Regions from separate parts of the Mus musculus genome. Here region 1 is linked to region 2. Evidence: chromatin contacts called from public Hi-C data. All regions are on one chromosome and are shown on one strand. Each heading gives the region's core, a stretch centred on a gene start, on an enhancer-like site or on the middle of the called end of the contact. The rest is flanking DNA. Distances are from core to core; before and after follow the strand shown. Region 1 overlaps Cmip (c-Maf inducing protein). Region 2 overlaps Cmip (c-Maf inducing protein).

What was found. A called contact is a pair of places that touch in the nucleus more often than the background predicts.
Region 1: a contact with region 2 is called in a Hi-C map of cerebral cortex, with 2.3 times the contacts expected there. The contact joins two enhancer-like sites. A contact is called at or near these places in 1 of 15 datasets of contacts at CTCF or cohesin (pro-B cells), 14 of 484 Hi-C or Micro-C datasets (adipose-derived mesenchymal stem cells, bone marrow-derived macrophages, cardiac endothelial cells and 7 more) and 19 of 115 datasets of contacts at active chromatin or transcription factors (CD8 T cells, the HPC-7 cell line, the NIH/3T3 cell line and 15 more).

Annotation. Positions count from the first base shown.
Region 1 is chr8:117,371,837-117,376,462 of GRCm38.p6, forward strand. The region is part of intron 1 of Cmip (c-Maf inducing protein); the gene reads left to right. Among named protein-coding and RNA genes, the nearest start is that of Gm39260, 49 kb to the right of the region's middle. Within about 2 kb of position 2,440, at least 56 of the 459 cell types and tissues checked have an H3K27ac peak or open chromatin away from gene starts, as enhancers often do. A contact at or near this core is called in cerebral cortex, embryonic fibroblasts and pancreatic cancer cells, where this site is marked.
Region 2 is chr8:117,276,334-117,281,168 of GRCm38.p6, forward strand. The region is part of intron 1 of Cmip (c-Maf inducing protein); the gene reads left to right. Among named protein-coding and RNA genes, the nearest start is that of Cmip, 22 kb to the left of the region's middle. Within about 2 kb of position 2,683, at least 181 of the 459 cell types and tissues checked have an H3K27ac peak or open chromatin away from gene starts, as enhancers often do. A contact at or near this core is called in cerebral cortex, embryonic fibroblasts and pancreatic cancer cells, where this site is marked.

The DNA of each region.
Region 1 (4,626 bases), core at 1,190-3,689, 95 kb after region 2:
ACAGAGGTGAGGCAGGGCCTCCACTCTGAGCCTGTGTAGCAGTGTTCTGAATAGGCAGATTCACACAGGTAGAATGTGATGGGCAGGTGAGGGCGTTTCCCCGTCAGGTGTTGGCTTCTTGGCATGATGGGTACTAGTCCCTGGCAGAACGACCATTGAGAACACAGATGTGGTACTGTCCTGCGCTGGAAGGGGCTTCCTGTCAGATCATGTGGCATCATCCATCCATCGCTCCTGGAGACCAGACCAGAGCATCCTACTGCTGTGCCAGGTGCCAGCACGATGGCGCCAAAGGACCCTGCTCTGCGACTGGGATGACTCAAGTTCCACTCAGCTGCCGGAGTGACAACCAGCCTGCTGCTTACAACCCAGGCCTCTATGAGGCTTCTGCTGCGGCACTTAGCGGCGGCTCCAGTCTGGAGTGGCTGATAGAGAGAGGGACTTTCCAGATAGGCTTTTCCTTTTGGGGTGTGGGAGCCCCCCATCCCACTGGAATGTATGTCTTGAGTCAGCCTAGAGCCTCGTCCTGGGGGCTGAAGACTCATGAGTCATGTGCTCATCACCATGGAAACCGGCGATTGGCTGGGGCGGGCGGCAGAGCTGATCTCTGAAAGACAGGATGGTGAAGGATGTTGGATGAGCACCCCACTGGATGAGAAGCCTGTGAAAGCAGATAATTAATGGAAACATTAGCTCTGAAGGTCTTGGGGTTTGGGAAGGGGGAACACTGGCGAGGGACCCCCCCAGCCACCTGCTCTGTCTCCCATTTAGGTCTTGGATGCGTTTGAGCCAGGCTTATCACAGAATTCTAGAGGGCGGGTTTTTTTTTTTTTTTTTAATAGCAGGCCCTCTTACACGAGCCCATATTAGTTCCATAGCAGAACACCGCCACGGCTCTGAGATTTGTCCCCACCTCCCATGAGAAGGCAGTGTCCCCAATGCACAACTCATAGTGTCCCAGAAGGCTGTACCCCAAGAGCCAGGACCTTGGGTGCTGGATGTCTGTATCCTTAGTACCCAACACATGCTGACCCAACATGGTGCTTAGTTCAGAAACCCTAGTGCCAAAGCCATCTTGTTAGAACGTGGCCAGAAAGTAGCGCCCAGCTGAGGCAGCAGTGGGTCCCTCATTCCTGGCCAGGGCTCCCAGGACTCCTTAATATCTCTCTAATGAGAGTAATTTGGCAACAGCAGAAAACACGCTCTAACCCTTTGTCCCAGTAATTCCATTTCTGGGAATCTGGCCTAAAGAAATAATCCTAAATATAGGCTAGAAAAACAGGCTTCACAGGGATGTTCACCTCGGAGTTGTTTATCGCTCATGCAAAGCAGACCGGCGGGAGCAGAGAGAAACTCCCGAGTGGATGCTCGTAGGTACAGCGCAAGCACATTCTTTGATTTGGGACTCAGGGAAAAAAAAGTTTAGGGCCGTTGAGATGACTCACAGGGTAAAGTCAGCAAGCCTGACATAAAGGCAGCAGGCTTGACGACCTGAGCGTGATCCCTGGGTGGAAGGAGAGAACTGACTCCCACAAGTGGATTGCAACATATAAACTGTGTGTGTGTGTGTGTGTGTGTGTGTGTGTGTGTGTGTGTGTGTACATACACATATGTGCACAGTAGATAAAGAGTAATACAAGTTCCAGTTAAGAATAGTCAGGAGAGCCTGAGAGATGGGTGCAGTGTAAGAGACCTTGTTTTACAAGCATAAAGACACAGGTTCGAATCCCCAGCATTCATGTAAAGGCCAGGCATGGCAATACACATCTGTGACTCCAGTGTCTCAGAAGAGACAGGTTGAGGCCCATAGCGCAGAAGCCAAATCAGACTAGACAGAAGCAGGCTAGCTGCAGGTTTAGTGAGACCCTAACTCAAGAGGGTGACCAAAAATCGATAACTGTATCACGGGGCATTCAATGTCCCCTGGCTTCTGTATACCTCTGCATGGCACATGTACACAGCACAGCATACATTTGTGTACCCAGTATTCAGATCAGAGTTACATACAGTCAAAATTTAAATGAAAGAAATATATTGGAGTATTAATGAATATTTTGTGTGTGTGTGTGTGTGTGTGTGTGTGTGTGTGAGAGAGAGAGAGAGAGAGAGAGAGAGAGAGAGAGAGAGAGAAATGAACCTAGATTCTCGAACCTGATAGCCAAACAGTCTTCTGCTGTGTTGCATCTCTGGCCCTCTTACATTTTATATCATGGCTCTACCTCACCTGCCCAGGCTGGCCTTGGACCCTCCCTGCAGTCCCTGCAGGTCTTGAATTGGTAACCTTGCCTCAGTCCCCCTGAGTTTATAGGTTTGAACCTTCAGGCTTGGTTCCTGAGTGATCTTGATTTAATTTTATCCACATGCTTAGATTCTGTCCCTCACCTTCCCACGCTTGCATTTGTTAGTCAAGTGTGAGTTGTCATTTACATACAGTGACATCCACCCATTAGTGTGCAGCTCCAGGAGAGCTGGTGGATGGTACCACCATGAGGGACAGCCCTTTGGGGTGAGCTGGTTCCAAGTCACCCCAGCAAGTATGCCCTGCCTCCCTCCCATCAGCCCTGTCCACCCCCTGCAGCCCACAGCTTCCCGTCTGGCTCGGTACAGACCCAGGATGTGATAGCTGCCTGTCTGATTCCACCAGGGGTACCCTGGAACCTCGCGCTGTGAGCCTGATTCTAGAAAGCCTGTAATCTCTCTTAGTTGTGCCGGAGAGCTATATTTCCCATTCTCCCTTGGTGGTAGAAGTCTTGGTTGTCCTACTTTCTGATTCACCTCTTGTCTGCTGGTGACTCTGGCTCCTGTGTCACCATTGCTGTGGGCAGCATGGTCTCAGTGGGTGTGACACATCTGCCCCTACATGTCTTCGAATTTTCTGTCCCAGTGAGGACTCTCTGGGTGTAGAGGCTGTTGTCAGTGTAGCTTAACAACTGCAGTGACCACAGAGGAACCTTGTATGCAGAGAAGAACAGTATCCTTTGTGCCATACCACTTTGCCCGTCTGTAGTGTTCTACACTAGTGCCAACTAGTTGGTACACTAGTACCAACATGACCCTGACCTGGGGACCCAGTACTTCTGTGTTACTATCTTGGTCAGTCATCTTGGTTTCCCAGTAGCCCCGTGTGTCCCTAGATTCCATAGTAGAATTGATCATCCTGTCCCCCTAAACCCTCTTCAGCCTGGCTTAGGTATTCCTTGTCCCCCGTGAGTGCTGGGTACTCCTTCGGCTTTGGACACACAAACTTGTTGGATAGCCCAGGCTGGCCTCGCATGCTCAGCCTTCTGAGTGCTGGCATGGCAGGTGAGCCTCGGGATGTCCGGCTTAGGCAGGTGTCTGGAGGAGCACTTCTTCACTTGCGCTTTGGAGTTTGGGGAAGAGGATGCTGGAGATAAAAACTATAGTCGTTCCATCAGTCTCTTCAGTATGTTCCAGATGCTGAGCTAAGTACGCCCTTGGCAAGTTAGATCCCCTGGAATATTCTCCACAGTTCTGTTTATGAAATTACTGTCAGAGGAACCAGGTTCAGAGAGGCGCTGTAACTGTCTTAATGACACACAGTAAAGGGATTCAAACACAGGTCTTAATGGCTCCGAAGACTGCTTTGGGCCAAGTGCTGAGTCAGACAGCGGAAAAGCGATCGGTCTGGCTTTTAAAAAACAACGGGTGCTTATTTATTTATCCCCGGCCCTTTCCCAGAAAGCTTTGCTCACAGCTTCAGCAACAGCCAGGCCAGGTTGTAGGGTGGGGGTTGCCCGCAGCAACCTCTGTGCACAGGGGCGGCTTACACAGGTGGACACGGGTCTGCAGGTCTTTCTCTTGCTGGGGAGTGAGGAGCAGCACACTGGTGTGAAGGGCTTGCGGCGGCCAGCCACCTCCCACCAACACTGTCCTCCTGTCTCTGTTCTTGGTGGCTTCGGTGATGCTGCTAGAATTTCCTGCCGCACCTTCTTCATGGGGATGTGGTCCCTAGGCCCCAGAAGTGCTACCTGCTACCTAATCTCTGCCTGACCTCTTCCCTCAGCTCTCTCGCTCGCTGTCCCCAGACCTTTGCATTAGCTTTGAGTTGATGCTATGGCCCCATCACCATACCCCATTCAATACACCATCCTCGTCTCAACTGCCCCCCCCTCATTCTCCATATTCTGTTTGTTGTCTGTTCACCCCACTGGACTCCGGTTTTATGCAATACCCACCACAACCCCTAGAATATGCTAGATGCTCAGTGGATACTTGTTGAACCAACCTCCATTGGTCATTCACTTTACTTCAGGCTGATGGCAGTCTAGCCATCAGCTCCCCTCACTGCCAGTACTTGTCAGTTGGAAAAGAAAAAAAAAAAATCAGAAGCCTAAGTGTCTGGGAAAATATTCACCCAGGCTGTGAACTTTAAATCGCACCTCCCTGTTTCAGCATAGCATCGTATACACATTCATTCACTCTTAGCTGTGGGAAGGTCACAAGACCTGGGTGCCCTATGGATGGCCCTGCCACCTCCTCCCTAAAGTCATTGTGACATTCCACTCTTGGAGCTCCTGAAACAGTGTATGTGTGTGTGCGATGATGGGGGTCTGTGGGAGGTTGCCGTTTGTCTTAGCTTGCCGCACGTCTTCAGTCTTCACGGAT
Region 2 (4,835 bases), core at 1,433-3,932:
TGAGTGGGGCGACCTTAGGCTACCTCTCTTTCATAACCTGAAGGATGTCGATGAACCCCAATGACCAAGGATTATTTTCTGCTGAGCATTGAGAACTCACATTCAAGCTGGGTGGTGGTGGCGCACGCCTTTAATCCCAGCGCTTAGGAGGCAGAGGCAGGCAGATCTCTGAGGCCAGCCTGGTCTACAGAGAGAGTTCCAGGACAGCCAGGGCTATACAACTCTGTCTCGTAAAACAGAAAAAAGAAAAAAAACCCTAAAAGCCAAACCAAACCAAAACCACCACCACCAGTTGTGTCCAGAAAACTCAGCAGGGCAGTGGGGTTTGTGTTTGAACACCTTGGTTTGACTCTGGGTTGGGTTTTGTGCTGCTGGGGAAGATTGGCTGTCCTATTGAATCTGTTCTAGCCAGGCAGAGTCAGGGGAAGCCAGCGAGCTCCCTGCACATTTGATTGTAATGCATCCCTCCCTCTGGGGTCTCCGAACACATCAAACTAGCAGGGAGGACTAGGTGCCTGGGCCTTTGCTGCCGGAGACATATAAAGGGCCCCAGCTGCTGAGTTGCCCAACAGCTGTCTCTCTCTTCTGACTCAGGTGAGCACTGACCTTTCAAGGACCAGACGACTGCAGGACCAAAGTTCCAGGGGCCTGTTGCAGGTATAGGCCTGTAACTTGCTAGGATGATCTATCTATCTATCTATCTATCTATCTATCTATCTATCTATCTATCCATCCATCCATCTTTTCAAGTGGTTCTCTGTGTAGCCCTGGCTGTTCTGGAAGTTACTCTATAGACCAGGTGGGCTGGCCTGGAACTCAGAGATCTGCCTGCCTCTGCCTCATGAGTGCTGTGATTAAAGGCATGCGCCATCACCGCCCAGTAGGATGGCCTTTTAAAAGTATATACTCTTCTCTGTGTGTGTGTTCATCTCTCTCTCTGAGCCTGTGTACGCCACAGTGTATGTATGAAGATCGGAGGTAAAGAGGAAGACCTTTGGGAGTCTATTCCGTCTTCTGCCGGGTAGGTCCCAGGGATGGATCTAAGGCCATTAGGCTTGGCATGATCTTGCCTCTGTCTCCCTCTGTTCGATGGCCTTGCAGGGGGTTGGAAGTGGGAGTCTGGGTGCAGAAAAGGAGGCTGTAGAGCCAGCACCTTCTGTTGTAGTGAGCAGGGCTTGAGTGGGGTACATGTACAAGCTGTCTGAGCCTAGCTCGGGCTGTTCTAGAAGTTGCTTTCTGACCTCATGACCTGGAGGTATGCTCTAGGGGCCTCCAGAGGCGGCTTAGACCTGATCTGGTGTCTAGTTAGAGATCCTGGAAGAGAGTGACCCAAGTACCACCCCCACCCAAGCCTCTATCAGATCCCAGGTAGCTTGACCAGGAGGGAGGGGAGGGCTCTACGCCCACCCTGTCACTCACCCACTCATTCCTGTTTCCATATTAAAAGTCAGTTCAACATTTATTTATTTAATTTATTTTAAAGATTTATTTATTTTATGTCTATGAGCATGCTGCCCTTGACAGACCAGAAGAGGGTGTCAGATCCAATTATAGATGGTTGTGAGCTACCATGTGGTTGCTGGGAATTGAACTCATGACCTTTGGAAAGAGCAGCCAGTGCTCTTAACCATTGAGGCATCCCTCCAGCCCCCCAATATTTATTTCTGAGGCAGAGTCTCAGTCTGTAGCCCTGGCTGTCCAGGAACTTGATACGTATCCTAGGGTGGCCTTGTACTCAGAGAGAGCTGCCTGCCTCTGCCTCTGAGATTAAAGGTGCTGACATTGCAGGTGTGTGCATTTTTATTTGCTTCTCATTGTGGTGACGTACATACCAGAATGCCGATCATAGCTGTAAGCATTCTGGGGAGGGCGTCAGGTGCAGTCAGGGTTCCGGGGGTGTGGTCTTTCTCTCCGGTGTGCTGTGGCTTGTCTCCACTCTCCATATCCCACTCTCACTTTTTTATCCTCCTCAGCATCACTCGTACTAAACATTCCCCAGCTTACCTTGAGAGCACTGCTCTCGGAACTGGTGGTTTGGAGGTACCTGGGTCAGACCGGGAGACTAACAGAACCCACCGCGTCCGGTGTATACCACATAGCGTGACGTTTCCAGGTTCCCTCCTTATCATGTAGCATGCAGCTGGTGTCCCTTTCAAACCACATTAAATTCAGTATTGTGTGTATGTGGGAGTGTGCGAGCTCAGTTCTCTTGGATTCTTGGGGTGGTACTCAGGCCATTGGTGAGAGTTTTTCTGACAGAGCTAGCCTCATCTGCTGCCCTGGTTTTTCTTTTAATGGTTGATGAAAGGACCTCTCCCATTTACCAGCACTGCTCTTGGGAAGTCTGGGCTGACTTGTCTTTGTGGTGTATGTTGCCTGCGTTCGCTTTCTGGGTCACTGGGAAGCCTGGCCGATTGCTCATTCATGTAAACCTCCGCTGGCCTTGTGTTCCCTGTTCTCTGCAGGGTGGATGGCACTGTCATCGGGCCTTGACGTAGAGTGAATGGTTTTACTTTTATGTCGCCCGCGCCGCACCGGTGGCGCGGTGTTCCTCAGGTTCGTGTAGTAGGTTTGGGAGGGTAATGTCTTTCCCCGGGATATGTTTGGCTGAAGCTGTGTAGCCAAGCTGTCCCCGGGTTAGAGTCTGTCTCCTCCCCGAGAACCGGAACAAAAGGGCCCCTCTTGAAAGAGGCCGTTGTTCTTGCATTAGGAAAAGCTCAGCTGGGGTTTGTGGTGGCTGGCCAGGCCTTTTCCTCTTCTTCGGCCTCATTTTGGGCCAAATCTTCTGCATAGAGGGCTGAAGTGAACGGGACATGCCAGGCATTAGACAGAAGGGCAAAAACACCCATCTGACACGCGCAGGCCCTGGCACAGCAGGGCCTTCTTGGGTTCTGAGAGGTTTCCTTCTATTTTATTTTACTTTTTAAGGCAGTCTTATGTAGCCCTGGTTGGCCTTGGACTCACTGTATAGCCAAGGAGAACTTTTGATCCTCCTGCCTCTACACATCTCCCACCCCCACCCCCACCCCCCGGCCCCCAGGCTGGACTTACCAGAGTGTTGCTACCACACCAAATTTCTGTTTGGGATAGAGTACAGGGCTCCATACTTGCCAGGCAAGGCCTTTTACCAGTTGAGCTATACAGCCTTTGAGAGGTCTCTGTTCATCTCTGTCTGTGTGCCAAATGGGGCTGGGGAGTGTGGTGACAGACAGCATGGCTTGATGGTCACCTGGGGACCTAGGCAGGTCTTTTTGTGGTCCTGTGAGCACTCTGGCCTCTCTTGTCTACAAATGGGGTACTTGATGAATTGAGGAGGTGGGTGAAGCCATGTGCCCTAGGTATGGGCTTGATGCGGAACACCCTTGGCAGAGGGGGACAACCTTAGTCTCCCTCTTTTGGGGGACATGGGAGGATTGGGGTGTCCACCATCAGTGTATCATGTGTGCCCGTGCAGTTAAGATCCAGGAAGGAAAGATTTATTCTGCTTGCTCTGCCAGCTGACTGCTGTGCTCTTTTCTCTGATGGAGGTCCCTGGAGGTACTCAGTGTAGGAGAGGGCGCCGTGGTCCTTTGCATCTTGAGATGGCAAAGTTGGCATCACAGGGCAGAGAGGCAGTGGGCGGGCCCGTTGTCGCTCTTGCCCAGGTGTTGGCAAAGGCTCATCTCTCTCAAGAATAAAGCGTGAGGCTGTCTTGTTAGTCTCTTTGTCCCTCACAGTGGTAAAAACACCGTTTAAGGGACGAGAAGGGTATCTGGGGGTCACAGTCGGGGGCTCTTTAGCTCAGCTCCGCAGAGTAGGCTTGGTGGACCGGCCTCATGTATGGCTGTAGGAGCTCAGGGTGGGGGCTATGTATGGCAGGCCACCAGGAAGCAGAGGTGAGTTATATCATTCACGAGCCCCAGTGACCTACTTCTGACAGAAGGCCTTACGTCTGGAAGGTCCTTACGGCTTCCCCAACTAGTGCCCTGAGCGCTTTGGAAACACATGGTTTTGTGTGTGTGTGTGTGTGTGTGTGTGTGTGTGTGTGTGTGTATGTGTTCGTGTGTTTGGGGAGGGTATTTCAGATCCAAACCACAGCAGATGGACTCACCCATTCCCACCCACCCCATCTTCTTCCTGCCTGTGTCTGTATCCCTAGTCACAGCCCTGCCAAGTTCATCTGCCTAACCTTGGCAGTTTCCTTAGTATTGCAGAGAGGTCCAGGGTGGAGCCCTCCTGTAAGTTGGAGTCAGTAAGCTGACAGGCCCTCCGGCCTCTTGCGAAATCTTAGCTTAACAACTTCTTCTTCCTGCCTACCAGTGTGTGTTTTCTGGCTTTAGCATTAAACTTTGCACCTATGGAGCACCTGCTGGATGCATGCACTGGAGTCTGGGAGCGAGCGGTGCCGGAGGAGGGTGGGGTGCAGGGTGGCTTCACCTTCTGTGGCTCCAACACAAACAAAGATGACTCAGAATGGGAGCTTGCAGGAAGCGCCAAGGTCCCCTGTAGGGAAGGTGGCTAGGCCAGACAGAGAAGGCTGGCCTGGGAAGTGCGAGGTGCTGGGCATTGGCAGGGGGGCAGCACCTTACATCCCTGCTGTATTGAGTGGATAGCACTGTGCAGGTCTGAGAGCTGTCCTGTGTGCTGGCTTGTGGGACTTCGGATGTGAACAAGGAAGCAGAATCCTAAGATTGCTTCCTTGGCGTGTTTTTCTTGTTTGGACTGAGAAGGACCGGGTTCTTCACTTCACATTGTTGTGTCCTCCCCATACCCCTGGGACTAGGAAAAGCTGCCATTATGGGCCAACAGAGAGAGAGATGGCCGCTCGCACTTGACTCTGGGTGGTACTGGAAAAC